3 separate regions of the Mus musculus genome follow, and regions 1 and 3 are each linked to region 2. The links are chromatin contacts, called in public Hi-C and HiChIP or PLAC-seq maps. All regions are on one chromosome and are shown on one strand. Each heading gives the region's core, a stretch centred on a gene start, on an enhancer-like site or on the middle of the called end of the contact. The rest is flanking DNA. Distances are from core to core; before and after follow the strand shown. Region 1 holds the start of Tmem91 (transmembrane protein 91). Region 2 holds the start of Cnfn (cornifelin). Region 3 overlaps Grik5 (glutamate receptor, ionotropic, kainate 5 (gamma 2)).

Region 1 (2,700 bases), core at 164-2,663, 310 kb after region 2:
AAACACCTTCTCTTCACTTTACAGATAGAAAAACAGATTTTGAGAATAGAAAGGAGGTTGCCTAGTTCATACACTATTCTGGGCCCCAGGTGATCAATTCTGGGATTAGATAGATAGATAGAGATGTGTGTGTGTGTGTATATACATATACACACATAAAGGTATTTAGGGCTGGAGAAATGTCATTTAAGAGCACTGGCTACTCTTCCAGAGGGCTCAGGTTCAATTCCTAACACCCACATGGTAGCTCACAACTGTCCAGTTCCAGGGATCCAACACCCTCACACAGACATACATGCAGGCAAAACACCAATGCACATAAAATAAAAATAAATCATTTTTAAAAAGTATGTACCACTGGGCAGTTGTGGCATGCACCTTTAATCCTAGCACTTAGGAGGCAGAGGAACGCGAGTCTCTGTAAGCTCAGAACAGCCTGGTCTACAAGGCAAGTTCTAGGACAGCCAAGGACATACAGAGAAATCCTGTCTCGAGAAACCAAAAAATATGTAGTAAAAATACCTGTTGCACAATCATTGTAAACCACGTCTTACACACGTTTGTCCCATGAGTCCTCTACACACACACACACACACACACTTCCATCTCCAGGTTCACAGGTCCGCAGCCTTCCCCCTATAATGCACACATCCATCCCTCATCCCCAGTCACATATGAGCTCCACCCTAGTTCACACACCCCTAGCCCTCACTCACACTCAGTTCCCAGGGCCACTGTCACCCATCCCTTTTGAAGGTAAACCCACCCACACCCTGGCTCTGCCAAAGGTCTCCTTAAGCACATGCTGCAAAATTACAGCGACTCCCCTCAAAAACATGTCTGAGGCCGGCAGCGTTCTTACGTATCCTGTGTATCCCTGAGCCACCTTGCAGTCCTCACCGTTGTTGCATCTGAAACCGCAAACACCCTCACCATGCAGAAATCGCCACTGCTACGTTTCTCAGGTCTCATCCCTTCCATTGCACACCTGTCCAGCTCAACCGGTGTCGCACCTTGCCCCACACATCTCCCCACTGGCCGGCCTGTCGCCTTAGCTCTTCAGCATATGTACTGTTCACACTCAGCCAGAAAGATCCTTCTCATTCTATGATTCCCCCGCCCCAGGTCATTCCAAATCTAGCGCAGGTCCCCCGCCAAAGGTTCGCCTCCATCCTTTTCTCGCCCCCGCAACACCAGGACCCTGGGGGAGGAGCAATGTCCCCATCTATTCTCACCGCCCACGGTCAAGCGCCGGACATGGTTGGGTCTTGCAGGGCACCCACCTTGCCCTGCCGCCCAGAGATGGGCAAACCTGAACCCAGAGATCGGGCGTCCGGGCTACCCCGTACAGGGTCTGAATGCTGCTGAGCTGCGCTTGGGTCTCTGCGCCCCAGCCCCGCAGCGAGCTGGGGAGGAGAGAGGCGGGGCAATAGCTCCAGACTCCGCCCCTCCGCAGCGACCCGGGAGGGGGCCTCCGATTCTGGGGGTCCCAGAGCCAGCAGCTTCTCCCTTAAAGAGGCTGAAACCTGATGGTTGGAACATGGCTGGACCCCACATTACTCACCCAAAATGATGGCTCAACAATAATAATAACATCGACTACAGCTTTGTGCCTTATTCTAAGAGGTGCTTTAAATATACACAGCCACAGAACAATTCTAAGTAGCATGGTATATGGTCTTTTTTTACCCGGCAGCAAAGAGGCACAGAGAGGTGAAGTAACTGGTCTGAGAACACAGCTTGTTCAATGAGTGCGGATGCTACCCCTTGCCGGGTCCTGGTTGCATTCCCTTTAATTTGCAGATGAGGAAACTGAGGCCAGGACACTGGCTCCTGTGTTGACATAAACAAATGGGACCAGTGCCAACAGACTGTAACCCACAGCAGAATCCCCAGGGGGAGGGAAGAAGCTGAGGTAGGAAGGTTGAGCGAAGCTTCCAAGGACAGAGGCCGAGGAATGGTCTAGGATGGGATGCTATAAGCATCCTTCAGTGACGTTGGTGGTTGGTGGTGTCCAGGGTTGGGCTCTCTGCATACAGCTCCTTTGCAGGCATTCCAAGGCACTCGATGTGTGAACTTTGGACCATAGATAGTGTCATCTCTCTCTAAACCGAATTCCTTCATCTGGAAACTCGGGACATATGCCCATCCTCCTAGATGTGATAACAATTAAACATTTTTTTATGCCGAGTGTGGTGGCACACGCCTTTAATCCCAGCACTCGGGAGGCAGAGGCAGGCGGATTTCTGAGTTTGAGGCCAGCCTGGTCTACAAAGTGAGTTCCAGGACAGCCAGGGCTACACAGAGAAACCCTGTCTCCAAAAACAAAAACAAAAAAATTTTTATATTACATTTATTTCTTTTGTGTGGTGCACACATGCTATGTAGAGCAAGCATGTGTAGAAGTCAGTGGATGAATTGTAGGAGTTGGTTCTTTTCTTCCACCAGATATGTTCCTGGGATCCAACATAGATTATCAGGATTAGCAGCAAGCCCCCCTTTCCTCTGAGTCATTTCCACAGCCCGACATATGGATTTTAACTTAGATGTGACAACAAATGCCCACACATTTACCCAAAGTCTGGCAAAGTAAGCGCAGTGAACACATGTAATGTGTTTATCAATTTTATGATTTATAATACGTGTCCGTTCAACTGAAGAACGCTCCTGGCCCTCCAAGACATCCCCTCCTTCAGGAAG
Region 2 (2,700 bases), core at 147-2,646:
TGAGTTTCCCTCCCTCCCCATCTTCCTCGGACACTCACAGACGGGCATGTCGTTGCAACAGTCGGTGAGGCCCGTGTGCCAATCGCTGAGCTGTGTCTGGTAGCAGGTGTTGGCGCACTGAGGCTGACTAGTCACTGGATATGACATGGCTGTGGAGGTAAGAGAAGGGGGATCAACAGGCATCCTGGCAGGACCTTCTGAGCCGCGCCACCCCTGCCGCCCTTCCTTCTGCCGGGCAGTCTGGGCAGGCCACCTGGCCGCCCACTAGAGGAAACATCACTGTACCTCCTCCCCATTCCTATCTGTCACATTTGGTCATCAACACCCCTAGTCTGTCTCTGCTGCTGTTGCCAACTACACATCTGGTTGAGCCAAAGTCAGGAGGGAAAGTGGGCACCACAGCTGGGCAGAGCCTCGACTTGGCTACACATACCACCACCTCCTCCTCCATGACTGGGCTCCAACATTTCCTGGGGCCTCTGGGGTAGAAGCAAGTGCCATTTGTTTTCGAAGCCAGGGTGCCCAGGGTAGGGAGGCAGCCAGGTTCCTGGCACCTAGAGGGTTGCTGGTGCATTCAGTGACCCCACCTTTGCCTTTCACGTGGTCGTGCATCTCAAACTGCATCTTGCTGGCCCTGAGGAGGTGGCTGCTGTGTGAACGGCTGCAGGGGACGGCTACGGCAACAGCAATGTAGTCTGTCCAAGGGATGCTGGATACTAGGCAGGGGAGGGCAAGGGACTAGGGCACTGGGGGAGACGAACTCTCAGGGGGGGAAGGGAGCTGAAGAGAAAGAGGCCAAGTTAACCTGTTGGCTGGGATGGCTAGGTGGGCGAACTACTCGCCCATCGTTTTAACAGCTGCCCGACAGACCCCAGAGGACCCTTCTTGGAGCAGAGGCAGAGTTGGAGAGAGACAAATCCTTGTCTAGGGAGAGCAAAGGCAGCCAGGAATGGCAGAGACAGATGGGAAAGAACTCTGAGCCAGGTGCTCGCAGAGACACTGTGAGACAGCCACAAGCGTGGAACATGGTACCTCTACAAGCTGATTTTACAGAGGGCTATAGGCTCAGAGACAGAAGAGAAATGCCTGATGATGGACCCATCCAAACAGGCTCTGAGACTGGGTGCTGGGCCCCAGAATTTCTAAATCCAACTCTGTACCAGTCAGGTTGGAAAGGTGAGACTGGGGAAGTGAAGCGTTGAGAAAGAGTAAGATGATCCCAGTCAGCGGCAGTCAGTCAGAGGCAGTCAGGGAGACAGAGCTGTGAGCCAGATAGGCAGAGAACCGAGCGGAGGTGCCTGCCAGAGAGCAGGGACTTAGGGAGGAGATGGTCCTACCTGCAGATCCACGTGAGGGGATGGAGATAGAGGTTCTTGGTGACAGCAGACACTAAGTTCTCAGTGTGAGGCCAGGAGCTGCTTATATGGGCCAGGCCACACAGCCCTGGGCGGGGCTCTGACAGAGATGCCAAGGGAGACTAGCCGGTCTGCCTGACCCTCTTCCCTTCCCCCTGGATTTTCCATCCTCCCTCTCCTCTCTGTTCCCCACACCCCACTTCCCCTCTTGTCTCATCTCTCAGGACTGAAGACCTGCGGCAGAGGTAGAAACAAGAGTGGGAAGAGATAGAAACAGAGTCAGAGATGGAGAATGTACAGGAAGAAGGAGACTGGGGAAGAGGGAGCAGGGACCCAGGGCAGGGGAGATAGGGAAGATGAGTGACTGGAGATGGGAATTGAGAGGATGGAGACAGGTAGACACAGATGTTGAGAGACAGAAAACTGCAAGATCTGGAGAGGCAGGGAGAGAGTGAGGGGTTAGGGAGGGATGCCTGGTGTGTTATACAGAGTGGGAGCGGGTTCCTCCCCAGTGTTCGGTTCAAGGCCCGGAGGCATGGGGTCAGTGGGGGACAGTCACGTGTTTTAGGGGGCGATTCATGTGAGGACCAAAGTAAATATTGCACCTCATCTCTGCTTCAAATGGGAAGGGAGGGGGCTGGGGACTGACAAGAAACCTGGGGGTTGTGTCTGGCCCCAGTTAACACCTGAGTGCGATGGGAGCAGAGATGGGGAGGTCTGGAATGTGAATCTGAGGGAGGAGGTATGGGACCTAGACTCCTGGGTCTGAAGGGGGAAAGCTGATACTGGAGTCTGAGAGAGGAGGCTGGGATCTGGAACCTGGGTCTGAGGGAAGAGTCTGGATCCATGAACTGAGGGAGGAGGGCTGGGGTTGAGACCTATGAGTCTGAGGGAGAAGGGCTGAGCCTGGGCCTCTTAATCTAAAAGAGGGTCTAGACTCTGGCGACCCTAGTCTAGGCTGTGTGTTCCTCGAGAGCTAGATCCAAATTCCCAATGAATTCCTCAGGGATTAAGGGACTGGGTCTTGGGTACTTGATTCACCAAAGTTTCCCCTCAACAGGCCTGACAGGGTTGTAGGTGACTCAGTAAGGAAGCGGCATTAGAGTTGGGTGGGGTTCCTACCATGGGTGTCACCCCCAAAATATAGGAGGCACCAGAAAATCGGGGTGTCAACTCTAGAAGAGGTTGTGTCACCATGCCACAGTGTGTGGGTATGAGGGGACAACAAATGGATCACCTGCCAGCCTGTGATCTGGACGGCCTATGACCACAGCTTTCTCCACATATCCAACACTCTGTCTCCTGGCACCACCCAAATGGCTGACTGGCTGTGGCCCCAGACTTA
Region 3 (2,700 bases), core at 32-2,531, 360 kb before region 2:
TCTTCCTTTAGCTTTCTATGTCTTTCTGTCTGTCACCTTAACCCCCTGTGCCCTTTCCCTTCCCTGTTTCATTTGAGTCGCGCTCCCAGGAATGTGTCCCCTTCTGCAATCTCTTCGCCTCTCAGAGTCTCTCTCTCTCTCTGCCCACCCTCTTCTCGCCTCTCTTTCCAGCCCTCACCTATTTTGCCCGCATCAAGATCTTTTCCCTCTTCTCTACCCGTCTGCTTCTTCCCCGCCCCCGCTGCATCTCTCTCCCGTTTCTGCTCGGCCTCGTTCTGGTTCCCGCTGTGTGACCTTCAGTCGTCCTTTCTCCAGAGAAACCTCCAGAGTGGTGAGGAAGGCGGGGACAGAAGGCAGACCCACCCTTCTCTCTGCTCAACCATCCCTCAGTCCCCTTCCCCCTCTCCCCCTTCCTCACGTCCTCTCTTGAGGGCTGGAGAGAGATATGACTTCAAGGGCTAGTCATTCTTGAAGGTGGCTTCACAGGGGTCACACACGCGACTCCCAAGCTCTCAATTCACTATAGCCCAGTCCCACATTCCCACTATAGGGGCCACCTCCGGCTTTAACAGGAACAATTTCCAGGCTCTCCCATCCCCCCAGCCCCATCTGGTTTCGTTCTTTCGAGTCTTCCCTCCCAATTACTCCGCCTTCTCAGATCCTGCATCTCTCCATCTGTCTCAGGGTCTCTGTCGCAGCCTCCTTCTGTCCTGAGAAGGTCAATGGAGAGGGGGCGGCTGCTGGGACCTGAGCTGACCTGCATGCAGCGGGCATTGTGCAAGGTGGCGAGTGTGCAAATCTCTTGCTGTTTTCGGTAAACTCCCAGGGTCTAAAAACGTCCATTGACCTCCCTCCCCCAGAAAATAAAACCCAGGTATTCCCAGTTTTGGGGTTTTGTTCTTTTTTTTATTCCAACAGGACTGGGATGTGGCAGGGGGAGGTATAGGGGCCCAAGAGACCCTCTCCCTGGGGGCGTCTCATAGAAATTTCTGAGGTTTCTCCCCCCAAAAAAGAGAGAAAGAGAAGAGAGGGGCACCAGGGGACACCCACATGTCCAGAGGCCCTCCCCACCTCCAGAAGTGTGGAGAGCCGTGTCAAGTCTTGGGGCATCTGGGCAGTCCCAGGTTGGGGTCCTCCCCGCGGACCGCTTTCCAACTCCGGGAGCAGCCCCCACAGTCCGTGGCCCTTAGAGTCCTCGGTCTCTGCGCTCCTCCCGTCCACGGTGCGGGATAGAATGCGGGCGTCCGCGACACCCTTGCTCAAGTCCACTAGGAGGCGCAGGCCTGCTCCGGAGCCGGGCTCGGACTTCACCAGGAATTGAAGGCAAAATCGCGGCGTCCTGTCCGTCTGGGGCGCATCGCGTCCCTGCAGTCAGTCGGGGCGCACGCCCGGCCCCGTCCACGGTCATTCGTGCTCGGTCAGCTCGCGGGGTCCGGTGGGGCCTGGCCGCGGCCGAGGCGGGCTGGTGGCTTCGGCTGGGGTGCCCAGGCCACGTGGGGGCGCCCCGGCCCCCGAAGCTCGCAGCGCCTGGATGCGCCTGCACTCCTGGCAGACGCGCACGTGCGTGCAGGGCGTGGGAGCCTGGGGCCGGGGTCCCCCAGGAGGTCCGGGGTCGTCCAGGAGGCGCTGCGGACCCCCGTGCGCGCCCGCGTCCCCGCCCGCGCCGGCCGAGTAGAGCTTGCCGTTGCTGAGTCGCATCTCGCGGACTGCGCGCAGCGACAGCAGGGCCCGGCTCGGGCCACCAGGGCGCCGGCGCCGGCGGGAACGCGAGGTCTTTCGGCAAGACACGGCGTGGCGTAGCTCCTGCAGCATCTCCTGGCACACCGACACCTGGGGGCGGCGGGACAGTCACTTCGAGGCCCGCCGCGTCCTCCCTTTCCGCCCCCACCTCTTTTCTGCACCTTCTGCACCTCTCCCCTCCCAATTCTGTTCCTTCCGCCAAGGCTTTCGCTTCCTGTACCGCACCCCCACCATCCCCTGTATCCCTCTCTCTGCCCCATCTTTCCTTGGGTTTGTCCCTGACTCTGCCTTTTACTTTCTGACTCTTGTCTTTCCAAACAAGATGCTCTGACTGCCATGACCACGCCACACACCATTTCTGCCCCACACTACTACAGGCATATTTATTGAGTGCCAGGCACCCGTGTTATAGGAAAGAATAAAACAGAACTCTTAGGACTTGGGATATCGGTCAGCGGTAGAGGGCTTGCCCAAAACGTCTAAGGTTCTGGGTTCCAAACCCAGGAATCTGGGAAAAACAAAAGCCAAAACCAACCAACCAAACAAACAAACAAAAATACCCCCCCCAGCCCTCCTTAAGTATGCATAGACAGAAAAGAACAAATAAAAACATAGACGCTCTGTCAGATAAGTGCTTCAGAGAGAAATAACACAGGTAGAGTGTGGGTGGGCAGGATACTGTCTCTGAGGCAGGGCAGATGAGGAAGCCCTAAGTGAGATCTTTATGTAAAGGGTGTGCCCCATGAAAAAGGACCTGGGCATTCTCCAATGCAAAGGTACTGAGTGAGGCGAGGCCTGCCTTGGGAGGAGTGAGGGGAGGAGATGAGGCCAGAGGGTGGAGACCAGCTGGGTCAGGCCACTAGACCATTACAAGGCTTTTGATGTACTCCAGGGTCCAACAGGAGCCACTGGAGAGCTCAAGTAGAGGGCTGCTGGCTCTGTCAGATCGCTTGATCTGTG

Evidence for each region. Hi-C and Micro-C count contacts between places; a contact is called where the count stands out from the background. HiChIP or PLAC-seq counts read pairs in DNA pulled down with a chosen protein or histone mark.
Region 1: a contact with region 2 is called in an H3K4me3 HiChIP or PLAC-seq map of stem cell-derived neural progenitor cells, with 20 read pairs. The contact joins the promoter of Tmem91 here to the promoter of Cnfn in region 2. A contact is called at or near these places in 9 of 39 promoter capture datasets (the C10 cell line, the HPC-7 cell line, cranial neural crest and 6 more), 7 of 115 datasets of contacts at active chromatin or transcription factors (CD8 T cells, bone marrow-derived macrophages, embryonic stem cells and 4 more) and 2 of 9 other capture datasets (adipose tissue and liver).
Region 3: a contact with region 2 is called in a Hi-C map of bone marrow-derived macrophages, with 18 read pairs. The contact joins the enhancer-like site here to the promoter of Cnfn in region 2. A contact is called at or near these places in 2 of 39 promoter capture datasets (embryonic stem cells and neural stem cells), 1 of 484 Hi-C or Micro-C datasets (bone marrow-derived macrophages), 2 of 115 datasets of contacts at active chromatin or transcription factors (embryonic stem cells and microglia) and 2 of 9 other capture datasets (embryonic stem cells and liver).

Annotation. Positions count from the first base shown.
Region 1 is chr7:25,673,753-25,676,452 of GRCm38.p6, forward strand. Tmem91 (transmembrane protein 91) reads right to left here and starts at 1,414. Exons shown (of 4, transcript NM_177102.4): 1 at 1,284-1,414.
Region 2 is chr7:25,368,328-25,371,027 of GRCm38.p6, forward strand. It overlaps Cnfn (cornifelin), which reads right to left and starts at 1,397. Exons shown (of 4, transcript NM_001081375.1): 1 at 1,338-1,397; 2 at 39-149. The coding sequence starts at 147.
Region 3 is chr7:25,008,965-25,011,664 of GRCm38.p6, forward strand. Grik5 (glutamate receptor, ionotropic, kainate 5 (gamma 2)) reads right to left here. Exons shown (of 20, transcript NM_008168.2): 20 at 885-1,830. The coding sequence ends at 1,405. Among named protein-coding and RNA genes, the nearest start is that of Atp1a3, 4.4 kb to the left of the region's middle. Within about 2 kb of position 1,282, at least 35 of the 459 cell types and tissues checked have an H3K27ac peak or open chromatin away from gene starts, as enhancers often do. A contact at or near this core is called in bone marrow-derived macrophages and embryonic stem cells, where this site is marked.